Linked DNA regions of Triticum aestivum: region 2 is linked to region 1. Evidence: chromatin contacts called from public Hi-C data. All regions are on one chromosome and are shown on one strand. Each heading gives the region's core, a stretch centred on a gene start, on an enhancer-like site or on the middle of the called end of the contact. The rest is flanking DNA. Distances are from core to core; before and after follow the strand shown.

The links. Hi-C and Micro-C count contacts between places; a contact is called where the count stands out from the background.
Region 2: a Hi-C map of leaf shows a contact between it and region 1, with 5 times the contacts expected there. The contact joins the promoter of LOC123051287 here to the promoter of LOC123051285 in region 1. A contact is called at or near these places in 2 of 5 Hi-C or Micro-C datasets (both in leaf) and 1 of 1 datasets of contacts at active chromatin or transcription factors (leaf).

What each region holds. Positions count from the first base shown.
Region 1 is chr2D:30,064,589-30,068,723 of IWGSC CS RefSeq v2.1, reverse strand. It overlaps LOC123051285 (probable LRR receptor-like serine/threonine-protein kinase At3g47570), which reads left to right and starts at 2,302. Exons shown (of 2, transcript XM_044474128.1): 1 at 2,302-4,135. The coding sequence starts at 3,022. It overlaps LOC123051286 (a long non-coding RNA gene), which reads left to right and starts at 1,762. Exons shown (of 2, transcript XR_006423995.1): 1 at 1,762-2,304.
Region 2 is chr2D:30,373,843-30,377,977 of IWGSC CS RefSeq v2.1, reverse strand. LOC123051287 (UDP-glycosyltransferase 73C4) reads right to left here and starts at 1,700. Exons shown (of 3, transcript XR_006423998.1): 1 at 441-1,700; 2 at 181-376.

The sequences.
Region 1 (4,135 bases), core at 1,053-3,552:
TCCCACGGGAATCAATGCGAAGGCTGCCGCGCTGCCGCGCCGGTCAGCCTCCATTGATGCCTCACGGGCGGCGCAGTGAAGACGCCACCGACGCGCGTCCCGCCCGCTCCCGCCATGCGTCCGCCCGCATGCCCCCCCCCCCGCCACCCTGCTTCGGCTATAAAAGGCGCCCACTCCCCGCCAGTGAGCGCCACAGACTCTCCCTCTCCCTCGCGCAAGAGCCTTCTCACCGCCGGCGAGCTCCCCCACCACTCCCCCTCCCCGCCGACGAGCGAAACCATGGCGGAAAGATACCCAGGCGACGGCGCAGCGGCGAACGGTTTCGGCCCCCGACACCTCCAGGAGCCGGAGGCGCGCCTTCTGTACGAGGCCGAGTACCCGGTGCCCCCGGACATGCGTGTGCCGGGGGCGTGGAGACTGAGCGCCGGCGGCGTCCCGGTGCCGCCGGTACCCAAAGGGGCGGCACGGCGGGCGGAGATCGCCCGCATCCGCTCCTCGCTGACGGGGGAGCAGCGGAACTAGCCGAGGTACGCGCTCGACAGTGAAGCACTGTGGACGTTGTACTTCAAGCGCCGCCGGGAGGAGCAGATCGCCTCCGTCAACGGCATCATCCCCCGCGGGCGCCTCAACTCCGAAGGATGGCGTGAGTGGTGGGCGTCCCCAGCCGCACACTCGACGTCGTCCTCGGCCACATCGAGACCGGCAATGTGCCGCGGCTGGAGTACCCGACGCGGCTCTCCTTCTCTCGCTGCCGCGGCAGTTCCTGGATGCCGCGGCGAATGGAGCTGGGGTCGTCCTCGTCGTCGAGCTCCGGCTCGCCGGCCCTCCGCCCCGTCAAGCCCGAGCCGGAGGGGACATCGCTCTGGTGTCGTGCTCGCAGCGGCGCCCTCATCATCAATGAGCCGTCGCCTGCGACGGCACCCACGAGGCGCTCCCTCCGCCTGGTCCGGCCGAAGCCCGAGCCGGACATGCTCCCCGTGAAGCCGGAGCACGCCGGCATGGTGGCCCCCGACGACGAGTCCGCCCTCAAATGGGCAAAGGAGGACTACGTCCGCGAGCAGGTGCGTCGCCAGCGTCGGGCGTACCTGGAGACCCAGGCCCGTAGCCGCGTCGAGGCATGTCGCCGCACCGAGGAGCGTCGCCGCGCCGAGGAGGGCGGCATTATCGTCATCGACAGCGACGACGAGGGCGAGGCCGGGCCGTCAAGCGCCCCACCACGTGTCGGCGACCCCGGCGAGGCTTGCGGCAGGGACGCCGCGGGCGAGGCGCACGACGACGGCGACGGCGGCGACTACACCCGCTTCTACAGGCTTCTCGGCATGTAGACGACGACGGCGGCAGCGGCTAGGCTTTTTAATTCGTTTTTATAAGTTATTAGGCGTAGTTCATGCATGTTTTTAAGTTTTTGTACAAATTTCGACGAAGTATGGCCGAGTTCATGCAAAAGTCGCCGAGTTTGCAAAAAATTGAAACAAACTTCGCCGCCCTGGGACCTGTGACTGGGAGCGAACCGAACCCCAGGGACCAATGTAGCGTCGGTTCGCCCCAGGCCGCTCTTTTTTTTCGACATCCTGGGGGCCAAACGGCTGGAGATGCTCTGAGAAGGGGCAGTCGTTCAGGATGGCCTCGAACATGATCCTAGTTGGAGTCTCGAGAATACCCATTATCTGAACCAGACAGGATGGAAAGGCGCTACCAGATTAGCAAAGATAGTCTATCGATGTAGAACGTGCAATTATTAGATGCATGATCCTAGTTGGAGTTCTGGAAGAATAAGCTTGTGGCTGTTTACAGCAGTCAAGTATCTATATACTCCCTTCATCTGAAGATACTTATCATTAAAATGGATAAAAATGACGTTCTAAAACTAAAATACGTCTAAATACATCTAGAACTAAAATATGTACTATCAGCTGTTGGATCTTCGTGCTCGGACTCCGTTACCTGACTGGCGGTGTGAGGCTTTGAGCCTCCGGCGGCTCCCCCGCCGTCCGCCGCCTCGAACGCCGCTTGCCTTCTCCCCGGCCGGCATCGAACGCCTCCAGCAGTTCCCTCCCTCGCCGCCTCAACGCGCGGCCGACACCTCCCGAGCCCGTGCGCCGCGGTCACAACGCCACCACTGGGCCGCCGCGGGAGCCTCGCCTAGGGTTTCTCCTTCCTGATGCGCGGCCGCGGCTAGCTGGATTCGCTCTCCCCCAAGGCCTCCTCCGCCTCGGGCCTCGGAGAGTCAAACCCCAGCAGCCATTTCCTTGGCAGGCAAGCCCTCGCTTCGGCGGCGTGGAAGACGAGTGAGCCCTGTATGCCGTAAGTCCTGCAGCTAGATTCCCAATTTTCCATGATGAATGTAAATTGGTTGCGATATGGTTATCTACCCGAAATTTGCATTGTTCCATCCCACGTTACCCCATGTTTGTAAATTGGCGGCTGTACGAAGCATGTTTGTGCATCACGAAATTGTAATTCTGAATCAGTTTGCTCTCTGAAGAAATATCTAATCACTTTGAGTGGTTCAGGTCTGTTTATGTATTCTGAGTCGATGCCACCAAGTCTGACGACTCCAGCATCAGTCAATGGCTTGGTTTGCCTTAGTGTCGCCTCTTGGTTTGCTCATCGTGTCTGTTTGATGTGTGCTCCGCAGGGTTACAATCAGGTATGAGCCAGGACTAGTCTCACAGCATCCTTGTGTCGCTGTCAAAATAATTCACCTTTCCTCTTCCAGTTTTTATTTTGCTTACTGAAATTCTACTGGCCACAATCCATAGCTCAGTCTGCACACGTTTTCTTCCACAGATATTTGTTTCATTCTTCTACTTTTCTTTACCCTTGCAACACATTCAGGGCGAGACAGCCCACCATTGTTTGTTAAGTCAAGTCAATAGTGTAGCATAACTCCAGGCCCATTCCTTCCGGCAGACAAATCCTTTAAATGGCATCCACATTCTACACACAGGACCTCCCAAGCTCCAACCTAAAGTTCTCCCAACTTCCTGGTTCTTCCACATCCTGTAAGCTCTGAACATCATGCCCTCATTTTTGTCTCTACTCTGTATTTTTCTCATCCTTTTCTCCTTCAACACTACAACACTCGAAGCAGCGCAAGAAAACAAGTCCGAGATTGATCGCCAGGCCCTCCTTTGCTTCAAGTCCGGCATCAATTCTTATCCCCTTGGCATCCTAGATTCATGGAGTGATGACTCACTTAACTTTTGCAGCTGGAAAGGGGTCATTTGCGGCACAAAGTTTCCACCCCGTGTGGTCTCACTTAACCTCACCTCCGCTCGTCTCAGTGGGCAAATATCTGGATGTGTAGGCAACTTGACTTTTCTATCCTCGATGAACCTTGCCAATAATGATCTGTCGGGAACCATCCCTGAAGAGTTGGGTAAGCTCCCAAACCTCCATACGCTGAATCTTGCCAATAATAGTCTGACCGGTGGTATCCCTCTCTCATTGACCAATTGTTCCTCACTCAGCACACTTATACTGTCTCGTAATAATCTCTCCGGAGAGATCCCTTCTACTTTGTTTGATAACTTATCTAAGCTTACTAAGGTTGATCTCCAGAAGAATTCTTTCACTGGACTCATCCCACATTTCCATAAGGTCACAGCACTCAAATTTCTTTGCCTGACAGAGAACTTCCTCTCTGGAAGCATACCTCCTTCAATAGGAAATGTTTCTTCCCTGACATCTATATTGCTCGGCCAAAATAAGCTATCAGGATTAATTCCAGAAACTATAGGTCACACTATAAAACTACTTGAGCTTGACCTAAGTTCCAACAGTTTATCAGGTAATGTCCCGGTTTCTCTTTATAACATGTCATCACTCAAAAACTTTAGTGTTGGTAGCAATGCCCTTGTTGGACAGTTACCATCTAACATTGGTTACTCGCTACCAAACCTCCAGTCCCTAATCCTGGGAAGCAACAGGCTGGAGGGCCTGATCCCTGCTTCACTAGCCAACATGTTAAATCTTCAAATACTTGATCTTTCAAACAACTCGTTACATGGCTCTGTGCCATCTCTTGGTTCGTTGGCAAACTTGCGTCAGTTAGTTTTAGGGGGGAACTTGCTAGAAGCACATGATTGGTCATTTCTTACATCTCTGGCAAGTTGCACCCAGCTGACAAAAT
Region 2 (4,135 bases), core at 451-2,950, 310 kb before region 1:
GGGTGATTTCGTGAAAATTCGCTTCGGACGGTTGTAGAACCTCGATCCGTAAGGATGCACAACTGTGTCCTTGCCACCGGGCTACAGCCCAGAAAAGAAAAGATGAAAAGCAAACAACTTACAAAATTATACGAACTCAGGCATACAGGTGAGATAAGATAGCTGATGAGACTGACCGACCATTCAATAGTAAGGATTTTGAGCAAGTCTGACTTCATATCGTCGTCCTTCCGGCACCGGCACCGGCAGCTTCCATGAGGTCATCTATCAAGCGGTGCAGATCACGGTCGGAGGATCCTCCTTCCGCCACCGCGGCGTGAACCTTGGCGGCCAGTTCCATGACTCTTCTCCTCGCCGCATCCCCCGGCCCTCCAGGCTGCATGAAGGTCGTCAATGCCCGTGCCACATCTTGGGCGGGGATTACCTCGTTTTCTTCATACCTCGTGCTCCGAACGCCGGCGCCGTCCGGCCACAGCCGCTCCCCGATCCCTAGGACCTGCGTGAGCAGCCTCTCGGTGATGAACTGCTCGAACACTATGGGCCATGTGAGCACCGGCACGCCCGCCGCCACCGTCTCCAGGACGGAGTTCCATCCGCAGTGCGTCACGAAGGCCCCCACCGCCCGGTGCCCCAGGATAGCCCTTTGCGGAGCCCAGGCGGTGGCCACCATTCCCCTGCCTCCAACACGCTCGTGCCACCGCTCCGGGGGAGACCACTTGTCCGTCCTCACCACCCACAGGAACGCCATCCCTGAGGCCTCGAGCCCGAGAGCGAGCTCGTCCAGCTGAGCGTCGGAGACGTGGGCGAGGCTGCCGAAGCACAGGTACACCACCGACCGGCTCGGCTTCGAGTCAAGCCAGTCGGTGTACCGTGAGTCGCCGGCTTCCGGTGACGACGGCAGTCGCGGTGACAGCGGGCCTAGCATGTACGCACGCTTCGCGTAGCCATTGCCCACGTACATCCCGCAGTAGTGCTCCTCCAGAGCTGGTGACGTGTTGACGGCCAGCCCGAAGCAGTCACCTTGCACCGCATAGAGCCGGTGGAAGGTGGATTGGCCACCCTTCCGTTGGCTCCTCAAGTACTCCGGCAGCTCCACCGCCGGCACTCGTATCTCGGGGGCCGGAAACCGAGGGATGGTGGTCACCACCTCCGGCTCGCCGTTGGAAACGCGGCCCAATAGATGCCGCATCGCGATCGTCGAGAAGGCACCGATGACGTTGAACGTGACGCATGGCACGCCGAGCTCGTCGCAGACGCCGGCGTTCCACATGAAGTGCACGTCGGTGACGAGCGCGTCCGGTGACTGCGCCCTGATGAGCGTTTCCTGGACGGGCCGCATCAGTGTATCGCTCAGCGCAGCCACGTCGATGCGCCATGCGTCGGCCTGCGCTGCCGCACCGAGGTTCTCGACGCCCTTGGGGAGGCCGTCCACGGCCGGGAACGGGTACGTCGCCACCTTCACCGGTATGCCACTGCCGTTCTCGTGCGGCTGGAGCAACGACCGGACGAGCGGCACGTTCGCCGGCGTCACCGCGATGGTGGCCTCTACGGCCTGTGGTCTGGCCGTCGCAAGGCTAACGGCGAGCTCGGTGAAGGGTCCGATGTGGCTGGAGGCGAAGAAGGGGATGAGGAGCACGCGCAGCTTCTTGCTGCTGCCAGTGGTTTCCGTAGAGGCCATTTTCTTTGCGAATTACTACTGCTAGCGGAAGGTTACCTGCGTGTGAATGGTATAAGTAGGAGTAGATGTTGGACTTGCTCAGTGGCGATTGATTGAAAGAATAAACTAGTAGTAGTAGGCTAGTAGCTCAATGCACGCCTACCACGTGGTGAATTTTTAATGAGTAAATTACTATATATTCCATCTCACGTACGCAGCAAATCTTGAGATTTTGAAACAACCATATGTGGTGCTGAAAATCCAATCTGTGACACACCACCCAAGTCCCAACAACTTTTTTTTTGAAAAGGAGGTCTTTCTCCTTTTAAAAAAGAAAAAAATCGTGAATACTATTGTTTACACCTGACACTTCCATGTTCCGATCCTCGCACGATTGTCAATCTAGAAACACCGCTATCTATACGAAGTATATTGGTGAGGGCATCTCTAACCGGTCCCTTTAAAAAATAGAGGAGTGAACCTTAATGAAGTATATTTACTCCATTAAATTTTGGAAATGTTAATGCCCACACGTGTGGGCGTTAGCCATCTCAACCACACGCCTTCATCACCGTCCAGCAGTATCTGCACGAATCTTGGCACGTTTTGACTGATTTTGTGTGCCACGTAGGACAAGACGTGTGTGTGGTGTGTGACACAGTTCGCCTACACGCCGGTTGCCTCCCCGCGGTCAGCGGTTGCCACTCGGGGGCGTGCGGTGAAACTGCTCTGCGCCCGCACACCACGCCCGACCGTGGTTGCCGTCAAACACGTCGCGCACTTCGCCCCCCTCCCCTCATGGTTCCATTTACTCCTCCCCTCAGTTACTCGCACAACCCACCCCGCAGTTCAGTCGATTGGAGAAGAAGGAGAGAGGAGAAGGCGACGGCTGAGGCGGAAGAGTCGACGGCATTCGCGGCCGTCGGTGGGACTCGCCGGAGCGGAGCGTCTTCGCCGGAGCGCCTACAGATTGAAGGTAATGCTCCCTCCCATGCTCAAAATCCTTGCCTGCATTTCTCCCCTCCCCTCCGTGGTCGATGCTTCGCTCGAGATCCATCGAGATTCAGGCGGGTTCGCGATGCGCCGGCGTTCCCGCCGGCGGCGTAGTCTTGTGCTTGCCGTTTTTGGTGGCATTGAGCAGTTTCGTCGCCGCCGCGCTGGCGGTCATGCTGGTGTGGTTCGGCCTGTCTGGAGCCACATCCTGGTTGTGCCTTGGGATTAGGCCGTCGTTTTTCTGTCCGATAGGTTCGCATTGCTTCGAAATGCTATTTGCGATCAGTGCAGGGAGAATTTTGGTGATGAATTTCAAGTTATGATAGTTGCCATTGAACCCTAGATCTAGGTAGTTGTTTTTCAAAGTGCAGTATGAATGCAAACATGGTAGTTTGAGTAACTATCTGCACCGTATGGCAACTAATTTCCTGATTGATTGTGATAGTTGCCACAAATATGTTTTCCATGTGGCAACTAATTTCGTGCACATGCTACGGCTGTTGCCACGCTGTAGGCATGGTAAAGTGTAGTAAATAGGTAGTCATTGCAGTTTCAGCAACTATGTGCACTGGATGGCAACTAATTTCCACATCAACTGTGTCAGTTGCCACATATATGCTTTCCATGTAGCAAGTATTTCTGTGAACACACTATGGCTGTTGCCATGTTGTAGGCAGGATAATGTGGCAAATTCACTGTACTACAACCCAAATTTGTGTTTTGCCACGCCGACTTGTGGCAACTGACAGGATAATGTGGCATGGCAAAGTATAGTAACTAGGTTGTCATGTCAGTTTCAGCAACTATGTGCACTGGATGGCAACTAATTTCCACATCAACTGTGTCAGTTGCCATATATATGCTTTCCATGTGGCAAGTATTTCTGTGAACACAGCATGGCTGTTGCCATGTTGTAGGCAGGATAATGTGGCAAATTCACTCTACTACAGACCCAAATTTGTGTTTTGCCACACTGACTTGTGGCAACTGACAGGATAATGTGGCATGGCAAAGTATAGTAACTAGGTTGTCATGTCAGTTTCAGCAACTATGTCCACTGGATGGCAACTAATTTCCACATCAACTGTGTCAGTTGCCATATATATGCTTTCCATGTGGCAAGTATTTCTGTGAACACAGCATGGTTGTTGCCATGTTGTAGGCAGGATAATGTGGCAAATTCATTGTACTGCAGACCCAGTTTCGTGTTTTGCCACGCTGACTTGTGATATCTGAACATATTTGGCCGTACTAAATGGCAACTCATTTTTAATATGAGGTCAGTGTGTGCATTGCAATTTCAGGTTGTTCAGTAGATGTTTTTCAACGCTTTTTTGAATTTTGTGTTGCATTTTAACATGGCAATTTCAACCTAGCACATTTTGCCTTTGAACACATGGCAACTCATTTTTGTATGAGGACATGGTGTGAGCTGCCACATTTTATGTTTGTGCAGTGGAAGATTTGTGCCTTTCTTTCGTAATA